Regions from separate parts of the Rattus norvegicus genome. Here region 1 is linked to region 2. The links are chromatin contacts, called in public Hi-C maps. All regions are on one chromosome and are shown on one strand. The core of a region is the stretch at or near the end of the contact, and the rest is flanking DNA. Distances in the headings are between cores, read along the strand shown. Region 1 holds the start of Shroom3 (shroom family member 3). Region 2 overlaps Shroom3 (shroom family member 3).

What was found. Hi-C and Micro-C count contacts between places; a contact is called where the count stands out from the background.
Region 1: a Hi-C map of prefrontal cortex shows a contact between it and region 2, with 10 times the contacts expected there. The contact joins the promoter of Shroom3 here to the enhancer-like site in region 2. A contact is called at or near these places in 12 of 12 Hi-C or Micro-C datasets (the A7r5 cell line, the Rat2 cell line, Schwann cells and 7 more) and 1 of 1 datasets of contacts at active chromatin or transcription factors (oligodendrocytes).

The regions. Positions count from the first base shown.
Region 1 is chr14:15,678,020-15,681,719 of GRCr8, reverse strand. It overlaps Shroom3 (shroom family member 3), which reads left to right and starts at 1,457. Exons shown (of 11, transcript NM_001100889.1): 1 at 1,457-1,621. The coding sequence starts at 1,457.
Region 2 is chr14:15,637,558-15,640,894 of GRCr8, reverse strand. The region is part of intron 1 of Shroom3 (shroom family member 3); the gene reads left to right. Among named protein-coding and RNA genes, the nearest start is that of Shroom3, 41 kb to the left of the region's middle. Within about 2 kb of position 2,079, at least 5 of the 93 cell types and tissues checked have an H3K27ac peak or open chromatin away from gene starts, as enhancers often do. A contact at or near this core is called in hepatocytes, liver and prefrontal cortex, where this site is marked.

The sequences.
Region 1 (3,700 bases), core at 208-2,707, 41 kb before region 2:
GCTGACATCAAATTTTTATCGCATTTCTATAATTTTAAACTGCAGTTCCGAAAAAATAAAATTCATCTCATCACAAATTTAAGTAGAAAAACTTTGGGTAAGCATATTCCTTGAAAAGAATTCTAATTTGTTCCAATAATCTCAGCGAATTCTGGGCAGGACAAATAGCCGCTCAAACTCTGATTGGAAAGCAATGTTAAGTGTTATATGCTATACAGTATTATTACAAAGTTACACTGACAACCCATAGTAACATCGAGCCATGGGTCCCTAGTGCTTAACAGCAGGTATCAAGTAATCTTGGGGTAGACCACAGTTAAAGGCAGAAAACGCCTTCCTCATTTTGCATAGCAAAGCAGTTTGTCTGGAGAAGCTGATCTTATGCTGCATGTGGTATTCTCTGCTAATGAAATCAATAAAGCCCTTGACACTTGAAAGTTCGCCCAACCTGCTTAGGCGCAGCTTCTCAGACTCAGCGGCCCAGCAGCAGAAGTGCCTGGAGGGATTTTCAAAATACCAACGCTTGCCTGAAGTTCTGCTTTAATTAGTGAGAGGCGGGGCTCTTCTGGTAACTATTTCTAGCCGTCTGCCCTGCATTTTCAGTTTCCTCGTTGTTATCCGCTGTAGGCCGCCTCTGATTGCCAGGTCTTTGTGGCTGAATTCTACAGAGCTCGCTCCTCTGCCACCCCGCACTCTCACCCCGGGCCGCTGCAGAGGGACCCACCATCGCTAAAAATGCCAAAGAAAAGAAGCGCATTGCCTCGCTGAGATTTGGGGGTGACTTCCTCCAGACACTAAGAATTTCCGCGCTCTAACCCATGTCTTTTCCTCTTGCAAACCTCCTCCAATCCGAGAAGCAAACGTTAAACTAAATGCCTGACAAAAATGGGTACAAAGTTTTCGCTCAGCCTTGCCGCCCCCCGCCCGGGGGACAGGATCGAAAATTCCGAGGGCAACAAGAGCACCGCTAGCGCCTGCTTTCTTTAAATGCAGCTTCTGCGGAGGGCGGACGCTATTGTCATGGTAAATTCCACTCGCTCAGGAAGAAAGGGTTGGTGATCAATCAAAAAAAAAGAGGTATTTCTTTGCGGCTCTGTCGCTTTCTTCCCAGACCCGGGTGAAAGGCTTTTTTACTGTTCTCGGTTAAAAAAACAGAAACACAGACAAGGCTTTGGCGCGTGTGCGAGCCGAAAGCAGTCTGCGGGAACCCTGGAGGACGTCGGTGCGAACGCTGTGGGCAGACCCCACTGGGGACTTCTGCGAGAGCCCCGAATTCCAGAGGGTGTAGTGGGAGAAGCATCTCCGGAGAGCCGGGAGCTTCGCCGCCGCCCGGACTGCGTTTCTCCTAGCCTGCGGGTAGCTTGCAGGACGGTCTAACCCAGCAGGGGAGCTCCGCTAGCCTCCATCTGGGTCAGACACTTTAAACAGAAGCCGACTTGACCATGTGTCTGGCGCGATGAGGACCCCCGAGAACTTGGAGGAGCCTAGCGCCACTCCAAACTCCAGCAGGACCCCCAAGGAGAGATACGTTTATCTGGAAGCGCTCCTAGAGGGAGGGGCTCCCTGGGGCTTCACCCTGAAAGGTGGCCTGGAGCATGGAGAACCATTAATTATTTCCAAGGTAAGTCTATCGTCTGCAACCAACCTGTGTTTTGTTTGCAGCTTTTAAAGTTGTGTCAGATTTGTCAAAAACTGAAAGAAAAGAAAAAAAGCCTGCTCGTTGCCTGAATTGCGCTTAAACCACCCAATTTGTTGACTCATGCCTTTCTGATTATCAGGAAATGTTTTTGGATGGCTTGGTGTTGGGAAGAAAAGTGTTTCTAGTTCATTCATTCTGTGAAATCCTCAGGAAAATGTGCTCAATTGGTGGCTAATCTTCTCTTTTTGTGTATGAAATGCAAGATCAGTTCCCACATGAGCCTTCCGTTATAAATCAGATTAAAGATCATCAGCAGCAAAAGGTCATGACATAGCACACGGTCCAGGTCAGAAAAATCTTGCCCTGCAACCGAGAATACCCAGCTTTAAAATTACTTTACATGTTCTATTAAATTAGATCATTAGCCCGGGTGTACAGGCCCCCAAACTCAGCAGGGGGGACACGGAGACAAGATTTTTCAGTAAGGAGCAAGTTAGCAAGACCGTCTCAAAATCCAAACCAACTGAACAAACAAATAATTTTGATCGCTTTGTATACAGAAGGATTTAAAGTGGTGTTAGTATGGACAAAACGCCCCATCTGTCACTCTCTTTATTATTTGTCTGATTTTTTAAAAACCATGTGATTATGCAATATGACTCAATCTTCATTGATCTTTTGGTGCTTTTAAAAATATTTGTTTGTTTAATATATATGAGTGTCTATCTTCCTGCACACCAGAAGAGCGAATCAAATCCCATTACAGATGGTTGTGAGCCACCATGTGGGTGCTGGGAGTTGAACTCAGGACCTTTGCAAGAGCAGCCAGTGCTCTCAAACGCTGAGCCATCTCTCCAGCCCATATTTTTTCCTTTTAGAGTTAGTTTTCTTACTTTTCTCTGAAACAGCAGACTTTCAAATTATTTGTTATAATATTTATTTTGAAACCACAGACTAGTAACAGTTGAGGACAATAGAATATTTCAAGGCTTTCAGGCAATGGCATCCCCAAGAAAACATTTGTAACTGAGGGAGGAATTCTTTTGAGTTTGAGGGTAGAGAAAGAAATACTAGGTGTTGAATTTGAAGTCTGTTATCTGGTAAGGTTGCTTTTTACAGATACACACACACACACACACACACACACACACACACACACACACACACACATTCACACACACCCTCACCACCCCCACCCCCAACATGTGTTTTGAGGAAGAACAGAGAAATCTTAAGGTGGACAAGCCAGGAGGAATTGGAAGTGACAGTAGTTGGCCACCAAATATGCCAGACATCCTGCAGGCTGTGTGCTTTCTTAAGGAAAACAGAGGAGACCTGTATATGTATCCACTAGAAAAGATTTCATTTATTGAAAAACCAAAGCCCTGAAACCAGAGCCCTTAGTAAACGAAGGCTTGTTTTCCTTAGGGCTACAAGAAATCCAGACAGAGGTCAGCTGTTGGGGGGAACAACAGCTTCATCCAGTCATGGATTCCATGTAGATCTTCCATTAGCCTTTCTTATTTGTGGTCCTTTGTCCTCATGGTTGTAGGGTGGGTGCTGTACCTCCGCCCGTGTGTCTTCATTCCAGGCAGGGTGGGAGGTTTTTGCTTTTCAGACTTTTGCTTCTTTCTCATTGGCCAGAACTGTGCTGTATCTTGTAGAGAGCAAAGGAAATTAATGACCATGACCTAGACCAGCTAGGGTTTCTCTCATGAATTCTGAATAGGGGCCTAGCCTTCTAGAAGTCAAGGATTCTTTGGTACTATTTGAGAGGGGGAAAAATTGGTTCTTTCTATGAATGAGGTAGAGTTAACTGTTGGATAAACAACCAAGAAAGCATGTCGCAAATGTGTTTGAACATGTGTGCATTTAGAAGCCGATCGAACGACCTCCCTGGCTATTAGTGATAAAGTCCATGCATGTGTTCATGAGAACACTGGTGGCTCTCACAGAGGTTTAATCCCCTTCTACTGAGCCACTGGAACCCGCTGGTGTCTGTGGGGCACAGGCATAATACTCTATGTCAGTTGAATGTAGTGTAATGTCTGCTACAGAGAA
Region 2 (3,337 bases), core at 830-3,329:
AAAACAAAACGTAAAAACCTGGGAGTAGGTGATGTAAGGTTGTCCTTCTGGCAGACGGATGCCACAGGATGTCAAGAAATTGGCATGAAAATAAGTGAATTTACCTTGCGAAGGAATGAGTAGTTTGGAAGAAAATGGTGGTGTGCGTGGGCCATAGCATACTGCTGAGAGCGCACGGCAAGATTGGGAGGCCGGGAGAGGGTGCTTCCCGTTCAGAAGAGAAGAAAATAAGATGCTAGTGTGGGTAGCTTGGCTGATAGAGCGCTTGCCTTGCCTGGGTGAAGCCCTGGATTTGACGCCCAGCCCCGAATAAAACTGATATTGTGCACACCTATAATCCCAGCACTCGGACACCGCTGGAGGCAGGCAGATCAACGGTTCAAGTTCAGTTGACTCTACAGTGACCTTGAGGCCAGCCTGGGCTACACGACACTGTCTCAGTCAAGCAGACAAGCAAAATGTTTGCTTCAAGTCAGGTGGAGAATGTGCTGTGAGCATAGGTGAGGGGCAGTTGACGGGGCAGGGAGATATAAGTTCTGCAGGTGGGCCACCTTCTTACCTGCCCCATGTGTGGAAACTGTGGTCACTTCCTGTATCCAAGCCTTGACCAACGGCGATGTTCATGGTGGCTGTGGGCAGACAAATTACTAAGACACAGGATTTCCTAAGAATGTACAGGACTCAAAACACTTCTTAACACCTTTTGTATTTCCCCCATCTTTCTGTTCCCATGGTGCTGCAGGGTTGGGTTTTTTTTTTTTTTTTTTTTTTTTTTTTTTTTTTTTTTTTTTTTTGGACTAGCTGACATTCTTTAAGATTTCTAGCCCAGGAGAACTCAGCTCTGTTGACTCTCGCTTTCCTTTCTGGGTGTTTCTGTTTGTTGTCTGTATTTCCTGAACACCTTGCTGACAGGGCACTGGGGTACAAAGACAACACAGAAGAGGCAACTTGGTGTAGTGCAGAGGATACATGCCCTTTCCTCTGTGGGACCTTCTAGCCCTTTCCTCATTCAGTCATCCTTACTCATCCTTTGGATTGAGCTGAAAGGTTTCTTCCCGGTTTCCCCAGAGTTTCTCAGGACTTCTGCTGGGCTGTGCATCTGCCTCCCTCGCTGCTGGGGTGCTGGACCAGTGCCACAGGCAAGCCGCTGAGGGGAGGCAGAACACAGTCTGAGTTAGACCCAGCTTCTTCTGGACAAGAAAAGTGAGGTCTGGGATGAATGCTGTGGTTCTCAATCTCCTGTGTACCCAGAGGCTGCCAGAGGCTGCTGGGAACTGCAGGGAACTGAGAGGGGAGGGAGTAGTGTCTGGGTCCACACTTCCTCTATGCACCAGGCAGAAAGGGGATAACTGAGGGAGAGGCAGGAAGAGAGAAGGCCTTCTCTGGGAGATATAGGCTTATGTCTTTTTTTTTTAAATTAATTTATTTATTTCATGTATGTGAGTACACCTGTCACTGTCTTTGGACAGACCAGAAGAGGGCATCGGGTCCCATTACAGATGTTTGTGAGCCACCATGTGATTGCTGGGAATTGAACTCAGGACCTCGGAAAGAGCAATCAGGGCTCTTAACCACTGAGCCATCTCTCCAGCCTTACACTTATGTCTTACTCAGTGTGAATCAGGGATTAAATACCTTTTTCAGGAAGAGAAACTCATTGGCTAAATACTCGGGGTCTATTGAGACATCTCATTAGCATGGAGAACTCCAGGTTTTTAGCTACATGACCAGTGGTCATGGTCTTCTCAGTGGGGTGTCATGGGGTATCTTGTTCCAGGACAGATAGTACTTGGTAGGGAGCTGGTTCTCAATTCTGAGATTCCCCGGGGGTTCAAACGTGCTTTAATCTTACCAGTTCCTCTGTCTGGTGGCAGGGGCCACTGCCCCACATTCTCCCTTCATAAAGTCTCAATGTACCCTGTTCTCCTGTGCCCCTTAGCTCAGTTGTAGCGAAGCAAACAAAATGAGTAATTTGTTGCCCAAATCTTTGCCACCTGACAGAATGTAACCTCTACAAGGACAAGGACCCTGTGTGTATCCCAGTACCTGGCATGGTGCCTTCCATAAAGAATGTGCTTGGTAAATGTTTCTAGAGCAAATAGATCAGTGTGGGGGTCAGAGAGTCCACTTCCCTTCCTAGATTGGTTCCCCGTCATGCTATGCCCTTGGACCAACCACTGAGCTCTTTAGGGAAAAGAACTAGTCACTGGTTTTAGTGATTTCTGAACTCACAGCACACTAGCCAAACACCTCAAGTACTGCCGGGCTAACCAACAGGGTTCTCACGGAATCTCTTGTTTGTTGCTTGTTCAGTTTTGACTCTTTGTTTGGCATAGAGCCTCATGTAGCCCAAGCAGGCTTCAAACTCCCTATATAGCTGAGGCTGGTCTTGAACTCCCAATCGGCCTGTCTCCGTCTCCCAACTCTTAGAGATGTCTCTTAGAGCTACTTAAAGTAGTGAATTTCTAGAGAAGTCAGCTTCTCTAGAAGTTGAGTGCTTCCTTAATCCCTACCCCTTCTTCATCACATATGTTGTGGTTTATTTTTCTCCCAAAAGCAGTTAGATAGTTAGAGGAAGCTGGCACGGGGACAGAGCAGTGGGTGAGAGGCGTATTTGCAGAACACGAGAGAACCTAACAAAACCGAACTGTGTGTGCTCTCGGTGTGGGATACTCGTTCCTGGATGCTCAGTAATGCCGGGACCTTTCCTTTTGTGTTCTGGCTTTGTGCAAACACAAACTATACTCTTGTTGACTCCACCATAAGCCACGAAACTGAAGACGGGGAAACCTGAGTCCTACAGAGTAGTTTCGCCGGACCTGCTTCCCGGGTTTGTGGGATGGAAACCAAGAGCACCTGCATCTTCCTGGAGGAAGAAACATCCAAGCAGAAACCAACACACAAGCCCTTGATAAAAAGAGTCTGAGCGGCTTCATTAAAACAAACGGACAAACAAAAAAGCCATACATTTTGAGTCCGGGGAAGCCCGAGAGGTCACCTAGTCCTCCCTCATCAGACAAATGAAGAAAGCAGGTAGAGCTGAGAAGCATTTGCTCACCCACACCTGACTCAGTGGGCACAGATTTCTCAAAGCCATGTGCTGTAGTAACACAGGCTTCGAGAGGGTGTGTGTGTGGGAGTCGTAGCTCTGCCATTTACTAGCCACTGTGGCCTGGACAAGTGACAGTGTATCTCTGAGCTCCGCATTCTCCATCTGTCCCTATGTCAAATGCTGGTCAAAAGAAGCACAAGGTAATCAAAGTGATGCCCAGCCACAATGCTCAGTAAATGATAGTCGCTAGTGGTTCCTTGCTGTTCCCGGGGATGAGCCAGGAGA